Regions from separate parts of the Mus musculus genome. Here region 2 is linked to region 1. A link is a contact called in public Hi-C data. All regions are on one chromosome and are shown on one strand. Each heading gives the region's core, a stretch centred on a gene start, on an enhancer-like site or on the middle of the called end of the contact. The rest is flanking DNA. Distances are from core to core; before and after follow the strand shown. Region 1 has its middle 18 kb from the start of Gm41019. Region 2 overlaps Homer1 (homer scaffolding protein 1).

Region 1 (3,270 bases), core at 534-3,033:
TTCTAAGAAAAGTCCTGGCCAGCTGGACCCATGATTACTCTTCTACTTGCTTAAAGCATGTCTAGACAGAAAAAACAAAACCTGTCCAGATACTGAAAGGCAGCTGTCTGATGGGGAATTTTGGTGGTGGTTTCTTTATTTTGATAGACCATCTAATGAAGACAGAAATGTTCTCTCTGGCAGGTCATTGTCCTCTGAGACTTGCTGGGGGAGGGCTCTCTTAGTTGCTAAGATTTTATATCTGCTTTTCTCTAGGGAGGGCAGACCATGGTACCATTTGTCTAAATAATTCTGGGAGCATCCTCTGCAGTTACCTCCTGATATGCTATTGCGGTCCAAGGACCTGTAATCCAAGCACTCTGTTTAAAATGTTTATTAGAGAAACTAATTAATAAAACACCCATCCCCCCCCCCAAACAGAGGAGTAAACAATTCAGGAGACCGAGAAGCTAGACTTTAGGGGAAGACTTCCTGTGTAAGCCTTGCTGCTAACAGCCCTAGGTTTCTTGTTTTCAATAGATCATTTGGATTTTAAAACTAGCACACAGAAAGATAAGTTATAATCCATAATTTGAGAGAGCTTTATCATCAAGTGCTCAGAACACTACGAAAACAGGGTGGTTTGTTTAATCTTCAATCCTGGGCATCAAACTCGGGGCCCTGTTTATACCAGGCCAGTGCCCACCTGTGAGCTATCTGTTTGGTCTGGAGCTCTCTGGACTGGGTCTCACCATTTAGCTAAGGCTGGCATTGGTATTGCAAAGTTGGCACAAACTCCAGATCCTCCTGCCTCAGCCTACTGAATGCTGGCATTGGCAGATGTGTGCCAGTGCACCCAGAGAAAAGCAGATTCCTAAAATAAAACCTGCACAGCAGACACAACTGAGAGTGGGCGCACTCTAATCAGGGTGGGGGGAAGGAGGCTCAGGAGCTCCGGGCCTCCTCTTAGGAGATGCACCAAACCAACAGAGGTGGGAAGGAGGTGGGTTGCTCCCGAGGAGAGAACTGCGGAAAGGACGTCCAGAACTGCTTGGTTTTGAGGCCTTTCATAACCGGCTGCCTTATGTTGCTGTAATTTCCAACACCACAGCAACAGCCTTCCGCTCCATTGGAGCTGGGCATTGCTGAGAACAGTAAGCTCGGCGGCTCAGAAGTGATCACTCTGATCCCTTACAGGAGACACCAAACTGACGATCAGGCGGAAACAACAGGATTACCAGCAGCTCCTACAGCCACACTGAACAGGAAGCAGTTCTAGGTGCAGGCAAAGCTGGATAAAGGAGCTCTAATTGGTTTTTAAAAGGGGGGCAGGGTGGGTAGAATATATAAATTCATGTCATTGAAAATCCCAAGGAGGCCCAGGCTTGCATTATTATTTTTACTCTCTTCCTATCATCCTTTTTTTAAATGACAATATGCCTCTGTTCTAGCTCCTCCAACAGAAGAATTTCTCTCCTAATTCCACCGACTCTGCAGTTGGCTGATGGTATAGCTGCTCTCACTGTCTACCTCTAAGCTGATCTCTATGGTCAACATGTCATTCTACTCTGATGTTGAGAACTGAGTCCACACTCATTTTGAGTCACAAGGAGAGAAAACAACACTTAAGCCCCCGGAGCTGAAAACAGGACAGGCTGGGCTGCCCACAGGATTGGGGACCACACAGTCTGCCCACAGGAGGACTGAGGCTGGGCTGCCCACAGGAGGAAGTGGGGCCGAAGCACAGGCAAGGTGAGGCCACTGGAGAGAGCAAGGCAGGCAGTTCAAGGAGAAATTAGATGTAGTCACCAGTGCACATGATCTGGAGAGGCTGGAGATGAAGTGAATGTCTGTGGACTCTAGACAGGGTGTCTGACTCATCTGTTCTCTGAAAGGTCAGAAATATGGGAGGGAGACAGATGGCTAGTGGATGCGAGGGTGAGTGGGAGTTTCAGAGACAGAGGCCAGGGGCTGTTGTCTATAGAAGTCTTTAGGGAAGGAAAGAACAACTTGCTGGGCCCAGATTCTGCCTGCTAGTTAACTGGATGAGGCGGCGTGCCCCACGCTGGGAGGACCGACATCAAGACTCTTCGCGTTTCTGTCCTCAAGGTCCCAAAAGAAGCTTGCAGCATAAATGCAAAGAGGGAAAGGGAAGAAAGAGTTCCTGACTCCCAGACTTTAGAGAGGGACAGGCAACGGTGAGGAGCTGACACTGTCATAAGCATCACGGAGGGGATGCCGGGAATGCCGGCGTCAGTCCAAGATCCAGAGAGGTTTTCCAGGGAAGGGGGTGCCGGAGTTCAGCTCTTTTAGGAAGCATTATGAAGAGATGAGGGGACAGGAAAGAGCCACACAGTTTCTTACTGGGCTCACCAGTGGGTCCCAGGGCCTCACACAGGAGCTTCTGAAAATGTTCACAGGCACCGCACAATTAGGCATCACTGGAGGTCACTGTAGCCCCAGGCTTGCTATGGTGTGGGAGAGAAATGGATGGAGTCAGCGGCAGAAACAAGGCAGGTGAAGAGAGACCCAAGAAAAGACAAAGAGAGTAGGTGGCTGCACAAGCAGATTCGAGGAAAAGGTGGGAGTTTGGGGACGCCCCCACTTTCCAGGGCACACCTATTGCAGAGCCCATTTCTACCCTTCCAGCCTAGAATGCCTCCCCACATCACCCGAGCCTGTTGCAGCCAGCAGAAACAGGCAAGGTAACAAAACGCAACACAAGCAGATAAGAACCTGGGGAAAAACAGTCACTTCTGAAATACCACAGCTTTTCTTTCAGAGACAGGCGATTAAAAATAAGGCGGAAAAGAATACCCCAAACCACGGACAGTGAGCGTCCAAAGTGGCAAAGTCTGTGTATAACACTGCCCTCTGCTGGCCATAGCTGGACCTGCAGCTGAATGGCAGAGGCACCTGGTGAATTGGGCTTTGAGTCACCTGTCCTGCTCTTAAGAAAGAACTGATTCCGCAGCTTTGGCTTGTAAAGTTTCTAGTTGACTGTTCTAATAAGGTTTCTAAAAACCTTAAGGGAATCGATGAGGGTTTGTTTGTTTTGCATTTTGATGTACGTGTAATGGTCACAGTCGCTTAGAGATGGGCTATAACCATAGAACAGTCTCCTAGAATTAACTAACTTTCAAATAATGTCTGATAATTCCATGAAGGTAACAGTAATGAACGACATGAATAGCATGTGTATTCATTGGCATCCTCTGTACATTACATTAAATTTTATATGTGTGTGCAGGTGACATATGAGGGGGGAAAGAGAGAGAGAGAGAGAGAGAG
Region 2 (3,628 bases), core at 238-2,737, 410 kb before region 1:
CAAAATTACATGAGTGATGATTTAGCTTAAGCTTTAAAAAAATCAAATTTAGAGTTGGCTCAGCAGTTAAGAGCACTGGCTATTCTTCTATAGGACCAGGATTCAATTCCCAGCACCCACATGGCAGCACACATCCATCTGTAACTCCAGTTCCAGGGAATCCAATGCCATCTTCTGGCCTCCACAGGCATTGCATGCATGTGGTACATAAATATGCATGTTGACAAAACATTCATACACATAGAAATAAAGATGTAAATGAAGGAATTCTGCTGTTTGCATTAGGAATACTTTTTTCTCCATATTATTTTTTTTCACAATATTTTCAAAAATGGAAGCGTTTAGAGCCAGCAAGATGCTCACCAGATAAAGATTCTTGTTTCCAAAACTCACAACCTGGGTATAGTATTGCACACCAGTACTAGGGAAGCAGAGGCAGATAGATCTCTGTGAGACCAAGGTTAGCCTGGTCTACAGAGTGAGTTTCAGGACACCCATAGCTACATAGTGAGACCTTGACTCATTCACTCACATACACATACACCATACACACATAGTGGAAATTTACAATCCACTGTGGCAAACACATAATAAATATATAAATGTAATTAAAACATTGAAGTCTTGAGAAAAAGATTTGGGTAAACTGATTTGAAAACATTAAATAAAGTAACAATTGGCCGGGCAGTGGTGGCGCACGCCTTTAATACCAGCACTCAGGAGGCAGAGGCAGCCTGAGTTCGAGGCCAGCCTGGTCTACAGAGTGAGTTCCAGGACAGCCAGGGCTATACAGAGAAACCCTGTCTCAAAAAACCAAAAAAAAAAAAAAAGAAAAGTAACAATTGATAATCCTCATCATAACCATGTGATCTGACATTATAGCATGCTTAGATGAGCTCCAATGTGTAGAAGAATCAAGAGGGAAACAGCACAGCTACAGTTTATAACTTAAGAGTCTAACAGCCCAGTACAATCTCAAAGTGTTTGCTACTTGATGTTAGCCACTTCAACGTTAGTCTTGCATGTTTTTAATCAATCTTCGAATAATCTGCAAAGTGAAGACATCTAATAAAAAATTTGAAATTAATAGTAATAAATTTAGAAGCTAAATCCATAGAGGCTGTAAACTATTAGAGAGGAAGAAGTCCTGTGATCAAATGTGAAAATTGCACTCATGACTGCAGAGTGTTCTTTTGCATTTCAACAAGCTTAAGGATTGAATGTTTCCAGCTACAGAAATAGACTGAACGTCACTCCTCATCATGTCCAGCTCACAGCCACTGCCCAGTTTGCCCTCTACAGCGTCCCTTAGAAATGAAAGGCCCCTTGTTCTCTTCTCCACCCAATGTAACATCCAAACATTTTAAATGGAACCTCACAAAACACTATTTCTTCAGTTGTTTAAAGCCGCACTATACTCTTTAGATGAATGTCCTACTCCAAGACAGGCCTCTGTAGGAAATGTACTAGTTAGGTAACATAGCAGCACTCACACTATACAGATGGCTGTGACCTATTTTTAGATGGGGAGAATATGTTCTAGGTAAGAATAGATAACCTAGAGAGTAGGGGCCAAGTAGTGTGACTGAAGTGACAGCCAGCACTCGCCAGTCTCCTTCTGGCCTTTGCTGCTCTCCCCGGGCTTGCCTTCTACCATTGCTTTTGTCAGTTAATTTCCTCATCTTTAAGGCACACGAGGGCCACCAATTTCATGCTGCACATGAAAAAAAATAATAGAACAGAATCTCAAATTCCTTTGTTAAGAGACTCAAAATAGATTTTTTTTTTAAATTACATATTAAAACTATAGCCAATGGGACCGGCTATACTAATTTTCACTACATTTAAATCCTACACCATTCAATCTAAATAAAAGCCATACAAAAATTGTCTTGACATCTGCCTCGCAGATTATACTTAAGATATCAAGTATGCACTTAAGATATATCTTATAATAGACTATGAACATTTACACATATCAGGATATTTCAATCGACAAGAGAAGCGTCAATAACTCATATCTACACAGCAGTAAAAGAAATGTATGTATTTTGAAGACGTTATCTAACAATTAGTTGTTGGGCAGATGCAGTAGACACTAGGGATAAGTTATTCAGCATGAGTAAAATGGTCTTTACTTAATGATGTCTAGAAAGAAGATATTGGCAATAAAAAAGTAGAAGCTGTTTCTGAGTGGACAAAGTAGTAAGTGTTTGTACACTGACATCTGCCAGCTATCCTCCACAAACCACAGGAACATGCACTGAGAATAAAGTTGTGCAAATGTCAGGACTTCAACTTTACTGAAGACAGAGAACACCACAAGCATCAGAGATTGTAACAGTGTCTGCAGGTCTGTTTCTGGGTCACAGAGAGAGTGTGGGGCTGGCACAGAGAAAGACCTCTGCGACTGCCTAACCCTAAAACAAGAGCTGGGCTGGACAGAACAGATCTGCATTTGAGGGATAACCCCATGAAACTTGTGAGGCAGTCTTGCAAAGCCTCTTCAGAAGAGAATAAAAGACAAGGAGTCTCTAGGAACAACGAAGGGCAAACGAAACAAGACAAAAAGTTAAGCTCTTGTTATATAAAGGAAAATTAAAACAGTGAAACACACACAACCTATCTCCTACTGCTCCTCGGAAGAGGGTGTTTTGAACTATGAGTTTATAAATCACCTTAAACTGTCATTCTGTCCACAAAAATGCAAAGATACAGGACTCATTTATAAGCACAATCAATAGAAAATACTAAAAACTCAGTAAAACGAAAAAAATTCTTGAAACCAACTATGAAGCAGAAAAAATTCTTAATATAATATTCCATGTTGAATTAAAGTTTATATAAAATTATTCAAAAAGGAGCTTGAATTGTGCACCCAAAACTAGGGACACAAGGTTGGCCAGATGGCTCAAGGGGTTAGGAACACTTGGCTGCTCTTCCAGAGGACGTGGGTTTAGTTCCTAGCACACACATGGCAGCTGACAGAGTAGGTAACTCCAGTTCCAGAATATTCAATGCTTTCTTCTGGCCTTCGAGGGTACTACAATGTGATACAAAGGCAGAACATGAAGGCAAAACACCCATAAACAAAATAAAAAATCTAAAAAAAATTGAGCAATAACAAAAATAAGGATGCTACAAAAATACATTGAAAAATGGGAGAGTTAGTTAAATTGGTGAAAAAACACTAGAAAATTAAACAAACAAAAAAAAAATGGGAAAATCCCACCTGAATTGAATTATAAGGTAAATCAAATCAAAACAAATATAGCTTTTACTCACACTTATAAATTCAGTTATTATTCCTTAATTATATACAAAAATTTCAAGAGAATAAAAGAAATATAAAGTAGGGAAAACCAGAAAATGAGTATAATTAGATATGTTGCAGAAGAAAAATAATAAGCAAGAAGAAATATTTAAATTCTATGTGCAACATGTTTTACTAACCTTTTTGTCACTGGGGATATCTAGAAAAACTGAAGTAAGGCTCTCTGCCACTGAGCTCAGACCCTAAAGGAACCTGGAGGTGAAGGTCTTGGATATACAGTATTATTGTTGACACAGGGTCTCATTATGTAGCCCTAGATGGCTGTACCTTGTGACACAGACCAGGCTAACCTTG

The links. Hi-C and Micro-C count contacts between places; a contact is called where the count stands out from the background.
Region 2: a Hi-C map of cerebral cortex shows a contact between it and region 1, with 2.5 times the contacts expected there. The contact joins two enhancer-like sites. A contact is called at or near these places in 4 of 484 Hi-C or Micro-C datasets (bone marrow-derived macrophages, cerebral cortex, embryonic stem cells and 1 more).

What each region holds. Positions count from the first base shown.
Region 1 is chr13:92,986,489-92,989,758 of GRCm38.p6, reverse strand. No RefSeq gene overlaps it. Among named protein-coding and RNA genes, the nearest start is that of Gm41019, 18 kb to the left of the region's middle. Within about 2 kb of position 1,783, at least 40 of the 459 cell types and tissues checked have an H3K27ac peak or open chromatin away from gene starts, as enhancers often do. A contact at or near this core is called in cerebral cortex, where this site is marked.
Region 2 is chr13:93,397,755-93,401,382 of GRCm38.p6, reverse strand. The region is part of intron 9 of Homer1 (homer scaffolding protein 1); the gene reads right to left. Among named protein-coding and RNA genes, the nearest start is that of Gm6109, 49 kb to the left of the region's middle. Within about 2 kb of position 1,487, at least 29 of the 459 cell types and tissues checked have an H3K27ac peak or open chromatin away from gene starts, as enhancers often do. A contact at or near this core is called in cerebral cortex, where this site is marked.